2 separate regions of the Mus musculus genome follow, and region 1 is linked to region 2. A link is a contact called in public promoter capture Hi-C data. All regions are on one chromosome and are shown on one strand. Each heading gives the region's core, a stretch centred on a gene start, on an enhancer-like site or on the middle of the called end of the contact. The rest is flanking DNA. Distances are from core to core; before and after follow the strand shown.

What was found. Capture Hi-C pulls out chosen DNA fragments and counts their contacts.
Region 1: a promoter capture Hi-C map of liver shows a contact between it and region 2. The contact joins two enhancer-like sites.

The regions. Positions count from the first base shown.
Region 1 is chr14:73,451,921-73,457,625 of GRCm38.p6, reverse strand. No RefSeq gene overlaps it. Among named protein-coding and RNA genes, the nearest start is that of Gm35450, 20 kb to the left of the region's middle. Within about 2 kb of position 4,190, at least 36 of the 459 cell types and tissues checked have an H3K27ac peak or open chromatin away from gene starts, as enhancers often do. A contact at or near this core is called in liver, where this site is marked.
Region 2 is chr14:73,254,892-73,260,146 of GRCm38.p6, reverse strand. The region is part of intron 17 of Rb1 (RB transcriptional corepressor 1); the gene reads left to right. Among named protein-coding and RNA genes, the nearest start is that of Lpar6, 20 kb to the right of the region's middle. Within about 2 kb of position 1,811, at least 22 of the 459 cell types and tissues checked have an H3K27ac peak or open chromatin away from gene starts, as enhancers often do. A contact at or near this core is called in liver, where this site is marked.

The sequences.
Region 1 (5,705 bases), core at 2,941-5,440, 200 kb before region 2:
TTCTTCCTGTTAAAATTTGAGTGTTTTTTTCACAAAAGTACAAATCCTTTTTCATATACACCTTTTGCAAACATATTTCCTCTGTATTTTTTATATCCTTTCAGTCACTTCATATCTATTTGATATCTTAGAGTTTCGAAATCCAGGTGATGGTGGTGCATGCCTTTAATCCCAGTGCTGAGGAGGCAGAGGTAGGTGGATCTCTCTGAGTTTGAGGCCAACCTGGTCTACAGAGCAAGTTACAGGACAGCCAGAATTCACACAGAAACCCTGTCTCAAAAAAACAGAAAGAGAGAGAGAGATTCAAAATTCCAAATTTTTCAGTTTTCTCTTAACTTTCAAGAAAGTAGAAATGAGGCAGGTGATATAGGTAAGGACATTTTTGGACTTGTTTGTTGTGAGGCATCTATGGTCCTTAGGCAGTCAAATTTATTAGAGTAATAAAGAAGGCAGAATCCAATGGTAAATATTGCCATACTATGGTCCAAGCACTTCAAGACTTGGCCTTTGAGACTAAAGGATAAAGTAACTTGTTGACACCAGGGAGCTGGGTATAAGCCAACATTGTCTCAGGGAAGGTCTCACAGGGATTGAAAGGACAGTGACATGGGCACAAAGTACCCCAAGACCAAGGTCTTAAAGAAGAGTTATTTGTCTGAGAGGGATAAAGAGCAAGGAACAAGAGACAAGGACAAGAGATAGAAGGTGGAAGAAAAGGACCAAGGGGACGGGGAGAGGATATTTGACCCAGAGGGACAAAGGGCTGCCTCTGAATAGAGAGGAGACAGACATGGCCCATAGCAAATGGCAGCCTATAAAGGGGAAGGGGAAACCCCATGTTAGGATGAGTTGATTTATTTTGAATGGGCATGTTAAAAGGGGGCTTTTGATTGCTGGACTTCAATACTTTGATAGCTGTTATGTTGGTAGTTTGCCATAGGAGGAGAAAGTGGCCAAACAAGGGACTAGACCTTGGTGGCTAGCTTTAGGAAAGTAACCTGACAATTTAGCAAGGTAGAGGTAATGGGGGAGAAGGGTAAGGCAAACACTGTTGGTGCCATGTTTGACATGCTCAGAGCCTGCTAGATGGTTGTGAAGCCAACTCTCACCTGGTCATGGCAGAGCTACAAAGCAGGTGCTGCTGTCAAAATGGTGGTTCATAGTAAAATAATCCAGGGAGTCTGTTGGGTTTGAAACAAAATGCCAATAACCAGCATGGAGCACTAACTCTCATTCTTGACAGAGAGAAAAACACAGTTAAGCAGAATATTAGACTCCAGACAAGCAGGCTGAGGACCAGCCCTAGACTGCAAGCAGTACTATAGAACTGAACCCCAAATAAAAACCCGACTGGATGGCTATGTGGCCAGGGTCTACAGTTAAGGGGATCCAACAGCTTGGAAGAACAAGGTCCACTCCCGTACCCTTGTTTGGTGGGTTTGATTGAGTTCATCCTGAAAGGCATGAAATCAGAGGCTATAAGGGAAAGCTTCATGGGGGTGCGGGTGGGGGAAGAAGCATCAGCCTGAGCTGTAAGCTGAGGGTTTAGAAGAAAGGCTGACTCGAGCTCAGATCTGTCATTCTAGCATGTGGAGGTGGAGGCAGGAGAATTATAAATTGGAGGACCGTCTGGGCTACATATCTAGATCCTGTCAAGGAAGGAAGGGAGGTAGGAAAGGAAGCAGGGATAGATGGATAAAGAGAGGAAGGGAGAGAGGGATCGAGGATTGCAATCAGGAAGCACAGTTATCAGAACAGAGGGTCAAAGCCAAGGCTGAGATTGAGCAGATCTAGACGTCCTGACATCCTCAGACTCAGACGTTAGGATCCATCCCAGAGATAAGCCCAGGGCTCAGCCTGGAGGTGCTACCAGATAGGCCCCATTACAGACACCAGAGTTTCCTCGAGCTAGCTTCACAAGACAGGACCCTCGGGGCAGGAAGGTTTGGCAGATGGACACCTCAGGCAGATTGTCTACCCTGAAATTCCAAACACCTTCAGGATTCAGGTGACCATGCTCAACACCCCAGAAATGGTCCTGAAAAGCAGCTTATCAGGAGAATTGTTGTAAACGGAAACTTTAAGTGACCCAAGGAAATTTACTTTAAATTATTATTTGTAGTCTGTTTTCAATCTACTCGTGTTTGTTTATGATGCTGGGGATTGAACCTCCAGCCTCATGTACGCTCGGCAAGTCATCTATACTTGGGCTGTAGCTCCAGACCTAGATTTGCTTACCAAGGACAGTCTTTTAATCTGAATATAACCTTTCATCTGTGAATGATATATACACTATATACATGTATCTCACATGGGTCTATACAGTTTTTCAAAAACCACATACTTCAAAAAGCAGTAGGTCTTTATTTTAACAAGGTTTACATTTTATTCTTTACAACATAGCTATTAAAATAAAGGACAAATGATAATTCTTGACTATCTGCAGAGTTAAGTTGAGATCCGTAGAGACTATTGACTCTTTGGCCTTACCTCGTCAGCTTCTGATCAATGAGGAACATAGGAAGGCTTGAAGGGGAGGACGTGACTTGCAGCCTTCTGGACAGTCACTGAGATTGACAGCAGGTGGAGACTAACCCAGAGATGCCTATATTGCTACAGTCCTAACTCTTCCTCTGAGCATACCAACTCCAGGAGGTGTACTGGCCTCATCCTTGGGCTGATGTGTGAGGTCCCTGAACTCCAGATTAGACTTCCAGGTACAAGTTAGGGTGTATCACTTTGCCCAGAGCCTGCAACTTTCAACTAGAATTACAGGAGGAGTGTTTTATAGTCACTTTGAGCACCTCTAAAAGAAGGACACCCATATGATCTGTGATCAGCAGAATAGTGTCTACCTGCGTTCCATGATGCTTGTGTCTGGGAATACATTAGTTCATGTGAGAAAAACAGATGGATGCCTGCTGGACAAGCTAGAGATTCAAGGATTATCTGGGATTATCTTGTAAGGCCAAAACAATCCAAAGGTTCTTAAAAGTTGGAGAGAGTGACCCGGGAGAAAGGGGTGAGGAGGGGGATGGAGAGGAAGAAAGGAGAAGGGAGAGGGAGAGAGAGGGGGGAAGAAAGAGAGGGAGGGGGAGGGGGAGAGGAGAGGGAGGGGGAGGGAGAGGGGGAGGAGAAGAGGAGAGAAGGGAGAGGGAGAAGGGAGAGGGAGAAGGGAGAGGAGAGAAGGGAAAGGGAGAGGGAGAAGGGAGAGAGGAGAGGGAGAGGGGAGAGGAGAGAAGGGAGAGGAGAGAAGGGAGCGGGAGAAGGGAGAGGGAGAAGGGAGAGAGGAGAGGGAGAGGGGAGAGGAGAGAAGGGAGAGGAGAGAAGGGAGAGGGAGAAGGGAGAGGGAGAAGGGAGAGAGGAGAGGGAGAGGGAGAGGAGAGAAGGGAGAGGAGAGAAGGGAGAGGGAGAAGGGAGAGGGAGGAGGAGGGGAGAGAGGAGAGGGAGAGGGAGGGGGAGGGAGAGGGGGAGGGGGAGAAGGGAGAGAGGAGAGGGAAAGGGAGAGGGGAGAGGGGAGAGGGGAGAGGGGAGAGGGGAGAGGGGAGAGGGGAGAGGGGAGAGGGAAAAGGACTTAAGTCTAGCTGTTACAGAATTGAGACTATGAGCCAAAGAGTGTGGGTGGTCAACAGACCTGGGGAGCGTTTGCTGACCACACCTTCCTTTTAGCCCAGTGAAACCTGAATTAGAACTGACCTCCAAAACTACAGCTGGTAAATCCATGTTGTCTTAAGCCAATAATTTGAAGTAATTTTTTTATAGCAAGAATAGGAAACTAAAAGAGCACTCATGACTAAGCTCTAAAAAGAAAAATAATCATTTTTAAGAATAAAAGAAAAGGGGGAAAAATAAGTCTGACAGATTTCTCCTCTTACTGCAAACCCTGGAAGCTACTGCCAATTTTTCCTTTTCTTCTCTTTGAAGGAACAAAGTAGATTTTTAGGTGAGAGCAGGTTTCCTTATTGGACCGATGTTTTAACATTAAAGTAGTAAAACGTAGTATCTACCTTATAAAGGTGCCTCTAGGTGTCTTATCTATGCAGTCAAGTTTGCAAACTACTGGTCTAAAATTTCATTTCTAGCCCACGTAATTAGAAGGTGGCTGCATGCCCGGAGAATGTGTATGCATGGGTTATGATTAACTCCAAGGACATAACGTGTGGGATGACCATGGAGATCTGGCCTGACGACGCAACACTGTGTGTTACCGGCAGAATGGAATGACACGCTCATTAGATGTGAATGCCAGACCAACGTGGAAAACAGGCGGAGGAGGTCATTTTAATTAGTTAATAAGGGCTATTAGGTGGAAGGCGTATAGACTCTGGACAGCTGACAGCAGGCTGAGGAAGGCCAGAGCTCCTGGCAACGTAATGCAGTGCAGTGGAGGCAGCAGCAGAACATGCTTTCTGGATAAAGGAAGGCAATGGCTCAGTGCGTTGGGAGGGCTAGGATCTGGAGTAGGGCTTGTCAGAGAGGAGCCCTGGTACTAAGGGTTCTTGGTGCATGAAGGCTACCTGTCCTGGGTCTCTCATTCACATAGGCCCTGGAATGTAGATTTGTGACATCTGGCATCTGGTAGAGGTGTCCGTCTGTTATCGCAAGCATGTGAGCATGTAACCCCATTTTGCAACTTCTCTCTTTGCAATGTGTTGAGAGCTTCAAGAGACAAGCCTGTTTACCTGGATGCCTTGGCTTCATCAACGATAGATCACAAGATTCGGCCAGTCTCACTGGTTCTTGCAGTCTGTTTGTGTGAACAGTCATAGAACACCTTTCAAAGGTGCCTGAGGAGCAGTGGGGGAGGGAGGTATTTGCAGCTGAGAGCATTATTGACTTTAGTTTTTTTTTTTTTTTTCCTGAATGCAATGTTGGTGGGAACTTTTCTGTTTTTGTTTTTTCTCCCAGAATTACCCATACGTATAATCTATTTTGATTTGTTTTCTAATTTTATTTTTTATTTGTTTGGGTTTTTTGTTGTTGTCTTTTTTTTTTTTTTTTAAGGCAGGGTCTCACTATGTAAAACTCTAGCTGTCCTGGGACTCACTATGTAGACCAGGCTTACAGAGGTCAACCAGGCTTACAGAGGTCAACCTACCTCTTGAGTGCAGGGATCAAATGTATACACCACCTCGCATGCAGGGCTACAACCTGTTCTGTGCTCTGCAGAGCCTCTCATATAAAACACTCTCTCCGAACCCTCTCAGTCTTCCTTACACACTTCAAGCCTTTTGGTTGGTTCTTTTTATGATTTAATCTCCAGGCCTCTACACAAATACTGGGAAAGTTATTCTTAGGTTGGTTTGTTTGGTTTTATTTGCTAATTTAGCCATCAGTCTGACCTTGCCCCCAGCCTTGAGGGTTAAGGTTTTGTACCCTTCTTTCTGGTTCCTGGCTATATCTACTTATCCTCTCTGTGCCCATAGCTCTGTTGGGCTGTCAAAAGACTATTCAGTGTTTGTCCTACTGTGACTATAAAACACTATGTAGAGGTGAGTCCTATAATAAATATGCTAATTTTCCTTCTCTTGCATAACTTTGTGGGTCCCTGGAGCTCATTGTCATATTTAATGTTTGTTACATTTTCTGTATATTTGTTTTCCATTTGCCTATGTCTGAACCCAAGATACTCAGAACCTTCATACATTCTAATAATTTCAACTCTCCAGGGAAAAATAAAATCCTCTCCTAGAGCCTTCCAGGCT
Region 2 (5,255 bases), core at 562-3,061:
ATCAGATCATCAGCAAGAGCAACACATACTCCTGACTGCTGAGCCCAAGAGTTTTCAGTTTAATTCCTACAGTCACGTTGGTTTCTGCCAGAGCATGAATGGGTTTTCTCTGCCTTTGACTCACTGTGTTTCAATATTTCGCTTTGCTTCTTGTCAGAACATTTATCTGTGGCCATACTTCCTTTACAGGCTCACTATGTTTAATGCCTACAATGTCTAAAGTCATTTATTGACTTTGTATCTTATTAGATGACTTATTAGATATAAACCACTTAAGACAGTGTATGGGGCCTGGTGATAGCAGATGCAGCAGTTAATTATAGAAGGATTAGTAAGGGACAGAGGTGGTCACTTTACAATGATATCCAGGTTTCTGGCTTGTGTAACTCAGTGGTAGTGTCATTTAAGAAAATAGATAGTCTGGGTTGTATGTAATTTTCTTTAGGATAAACTGCAATTTATTATATTGAGTTTAAAACAATTTTAGGCCATTCAAATTGAGGTCAATTGTATGTATGAGTTGAGATTAGGAAAGAATCTCAGGCTAGGAATATGAATGTGAAAGCTACCAGACATATATAATAAACATTACCAATCTTTACTGCCAAATTATCTTATGCTGGCCAGTTTGGTAAGTACTTTCTGAATGTTACTACAGTTTTAAAAATTGATCACTGCATTCTGATAGTAGTCTACCAAGTGGTAATATTCTAGATGAGGAAATGAATACCTAGAGAAGCTTGTTATATTTCCCCAGACCATACAAGCTAAGTGGCAGAGGTTCCGTTTGAATCCTGATGTGCTTTGTCCAAGGCTGAGTACCTATTTAGAAAATAGGTAATATCAATTAAGGAGATAATGTAATTTGGGGAAAGAAGGCTACAGATAGAAGGCCAGGGAGCTCTAAGATCAAAAGGATATACAGGAAAGAAAATATTCCAACTACAAAAGAAAGTGAAATTGAACACTGAGAGAGGAGTTAAAAGCATGAGTGGGAGAGTGTATGGTCTCAAGGAGTGCATGCCTACTTCAGACACGGTAGAAGCATCCAGAAGGATTGAGAACTCTAGCAGCAAGGAAGTCCATAGTAAGAATAGAGAGGACTAGTAAATGGAGTAGTCACAGTGAGCTAAGAGTACAGAGAGCAGAAGTGGCACACCACTATGGCAATGCCAACCCAGGAAAGACTGTCTTTTAAAACTGAAGAGAGAGACCAGGGTGTGGTGGTGCATGCCTTTAATCCCAGCACTTGGGAGGCAGAGGTAGGCAAATTTCTGAGTTCAAGGCCAACCTGGTCTACAGAGTGAGTTCCAGGACAGCCAGGGCTAACTTGAAAAACAAAACAAACCAAACAAACAAACAAGAAACCTGAAGAGAGAGGATGTAATGTTATGGGAAAAAAACCAACTACAACAACAACTACAGTGTTTTCTATTGCTAGGAAGTGGTAGTGCAAATGGTTGTTTTATGTTGCTCATGATTTTGTGAAAAGACAGGCTTTGGGAATAGCTTACAGGGTACTTGCTGTCTGACCCTGTGGTACAGCAGTCTGGGCCAGTAGCTCTGCCGCTGAGATCCCTTCACTGCTGGGCCTAGGTGTTACTGACCCTCTCACACGTGATTCTTCCTGGCTCTGCATCCCACCCCATTAGCCTCTGGTCTAATACGAGTGCTGTGTTTCCTCAGAGCATCTGGTTTTAGAGTAGGCACACTTTGACATAGAAGCTGGCCGCCAAAAGGCTTCTAAGAGGACCACATCTGGAAATTGCATGCTGGTCAAAACAGTCACAGTGCTTGCCAACTTGAGGGGATGGGGAAACAGATGCCACCTCCTGTTTAAAGAGAATCAAGGTCACATTTCAGAAGAGCATGTGGGTTGCAAAATACTGTTGTGGCAAATGGGAAAAGTGGGAAACACTGCAAGTAAGTCTGCCCTGGCAGGAAATTGAGGAGGTCTCCAATTAATAGCTTTTCTTTTTTATTTATTTATTTGATAAAAATGGCTGGGGTGGAGAGGCTGAAGTGGCACTGAAAGTTTGAGGGTGCTTACGATTGGCAGGTGTTACTATGGGACTTGATAGAGAGAGTGGAGTGGACTGGCGAAGGACAAAAGAATTGCCCTGCACAATTCCAGGCCATTTTGAGGGCAAAAACGAATTCTCTGCAGTTGTACCACTGCTCTGTATGATGGCATTCTTTCCTCAGAATCATCTTGCAAGATTAGAAAAGGTAGTTATTAGGTGCAGTCAGGCCTTGGAGTACAGCTATGGAGGTGCAGTAGAGCAACAGTGCAGCCAGGGATTGGAGGGTGTTTGCCAGTGAGTTTAGGGTCAAGACTGGAAGTTGTACCTGCATGGAGCCTAATGAAGTATAGATTTATATCAGCAGAAATGTTTGGTGACATTTGAAGTGACGACGTGATTGACAGAAAAATGAAAAGTTTCAGTGTAATATTAAGAAACAGGCATTTTTATATTCACACAAATGATCTCAGGAGAGAGCAGACTGAATAGGAATGGAGATGAAGACTCTGCAAAGAAGAGATTCAGGAACTAAGAGACTGAGAGGGTCAGAGCCACCCAGGCAGGACGTGTGTAGCAAGGAGCAATGTGAACAAGGAACTAAGATTTCTGTGCAGAGGGGCCTAGGTGGGCAGAGGCTAAAGGCCTGGAAAAATTAAACTTGTAATGTTCTTTGTCTGAGTTGCTAATCTCTATGAAAAATGCTCTGTCTGGTGATACATTGTGCAACAGCTGTCTCACGTAGGAAACGTGTTTCAGCTTTCTTCCGTTAATAGCGATATGGCTCTCTCTCCCTTTATTTAGTTTGTAACTTATCTGTGTCATTTTCTTCAAGTGAATGCGTATCGCCCTAAGGCAGTGCATCATTGGATCTTGATCTGGGTTTTTATTGTCATCAGTTGGATAATAATCTTTCTTTGAGACATTTGAAATATTTCATTTCTCTGTCTCTCATCTTCCTCTTTCCTTTTTGTCCCTTCCCCCACTCCTCTATTCTCTCTGATTTTTGTTTGTTGTGTGTTTGTTTTTTTTTGGTTCTTTTGAGGCAGAGTCTCCTGTAACCTGTTTGTGCTGCAGTCATTGTTCAGAACAGTCTTTCTGCCTTGTATCCCAGCTTCTGGGATTATAAGCATGCCACCATGCTCAGCTTCTAGAAGTTTTACATCAGTGTGATTAGTGATATGGCTGGAATTCAATTCTCCTGGTGCTGTCTTCTTAGCTGTCTCTTTGTTCATTTTCCTCCTTTTGGCCTTCTTCTGCATTGAATATTTTAATCCATTTTATCTTCTCTGTAGGCTTACTACTTAGACTCCTTCGTTTTATTTTTTAATTAGTGGTATTAATTTAAGATTTATAACATGTGACCTTAATATCTCAGTCTACCTTTGAATATTATTTTACAACTTTCTGTGTAGTGTAAGGATCTAGCAGCCAGGTATACAGGACACAGTACCTTACTCTGGAGGCAAAGCAGGAAAATTACTTCCATCTAGGAGTTCAAGGCCAGCCTGGGCAGCAGAGTAAAACTTTGTCTTAAAAACAAAATAAATAACGAATTAACTAACATAAAAATAAACAAACAAACAAAAGGAAGGGTGGTGGATAAGAATGGGAAAGAGAAACATTTGAGCAGAATACTTACCATTTGTCTCCCAGCTTTGGGGCTGTTACTGTAATACATATTATCTCACCAGAAGTTATAAAAGCAGTGCACTGGTGTAAGCTCTGCTGTAGCGCATCCGTTCTCTTCCCTCCATCCGCCTTCCTTCCTTTAAGCCCTGGATGGCCTACAACTCTATAAGCCAGGCTGACCTCAATTTCACAGCGATCCACCTGCCTTTGCCTCCAGAGTGTTGGGATTAAAAAAGCATGAAGGACCATGCTAAGCCCATTGCTTGTCTTTTAGAGAAAGAGAGAGAATAAGATATAAATAAAAAATAAAAAATGTGAGCCGGGTGTGGTAGCTCACGCCTTTAATCCCAGCACTCGGGAGGCAGAGGCAGGTGGATTTCTGAGTTGGAGGCCAACCTGGTCTACAAAGTGAGTTCCAGGACAGCCAGGGCTACACAGAGAAACCCTGTCTGGGGGGGGGGGGGGGAGTATTTTTATTTATTTACATGTTTTTCTTTCTGGTGTTCTTTATTTTTCATAGAGATTTAGATTTTCATCTGATTTATTTTCCTTCTTTCTCCAAGAACTTTTTATTCATTCATTTAAATTTTTTTGGGTTCACATCTATCTGTAAGGACTATTTCAACTTTTGTGTGGCTGGAAAAACAGGTCACTTCATGCTTGGAAGCTATTTGACTAAGCAAAGAAATCTAGGTTACAGCTTTCTTTTCCTGTTTAAACAAGCTGCTGTACTGTCTGGGTTTGCCTCCCTTCTGAAGTCACTGTGGTGTTTCTCTGCTGGGGAAGATTTCCTCTTTCTGGCTCCCTGTAAGATTTTCCCCCTATTGTTGGTTCTCATCCGTTTTCCCATAGCATGCCTTTATCTTGTCTCTGCTTTGGGTGTGTGGAAGTGTAGGATGTATCGCTCTTGGACAGCCAGGCCCTTAAGCACAGGTTAGGGTGTTCGTATTGACCTCTCTGCCTTCTCTTTTGAGGTCCCTCTTTTATGTGTATGTTAAGTTGCTTGTGGCTGTTGCCACACCCCTCCTCCTCTTTTAAAGGATGCTTGTGTGAGGTAGTTCATTTTAGAGGTTTCTATAGCTGTACCTTCAAGCTTATTGGTATTTTTCTTCTGAAGTATTTAATCTGCTCTTAATTTTATGTGCATACTAGACACTATATTTTTAACTCTAGAAATTTTTATTTAGATTCCTTTTATATCCCTTTAACAGATTTATGCTCCTTTGCCTTCTTGGACACATGGAACATAGGTGTTTATAACTTTTTAATCATCTAACTGCTTACTCTAATGTCTATTCTTTTTAGATGTGTTCCTATTGACTGATTCTCTCCTTTCTAACAGCCACTTGGTTTTTTTGCCTCTTGGTGATTTGTTTTTTGTTTTGTTTTTCGAGACGGGGTTTCTCTGTGTAGCCCTGGCTGTCCTGGAACTCACTCTGTAGACCAGGCTGGCCTCAAACTCAGAGATCCATCTGCCTCTGCCTCCCAAGTGCTAGGATTAAAGGCGTGCACCACCACTGCCTGGCAGTGATATTTTACTAGACGTTAAATATTGTGAATTTTGCCTTACTGGTTCCTGGATATTTTCATATTCTTAATAAT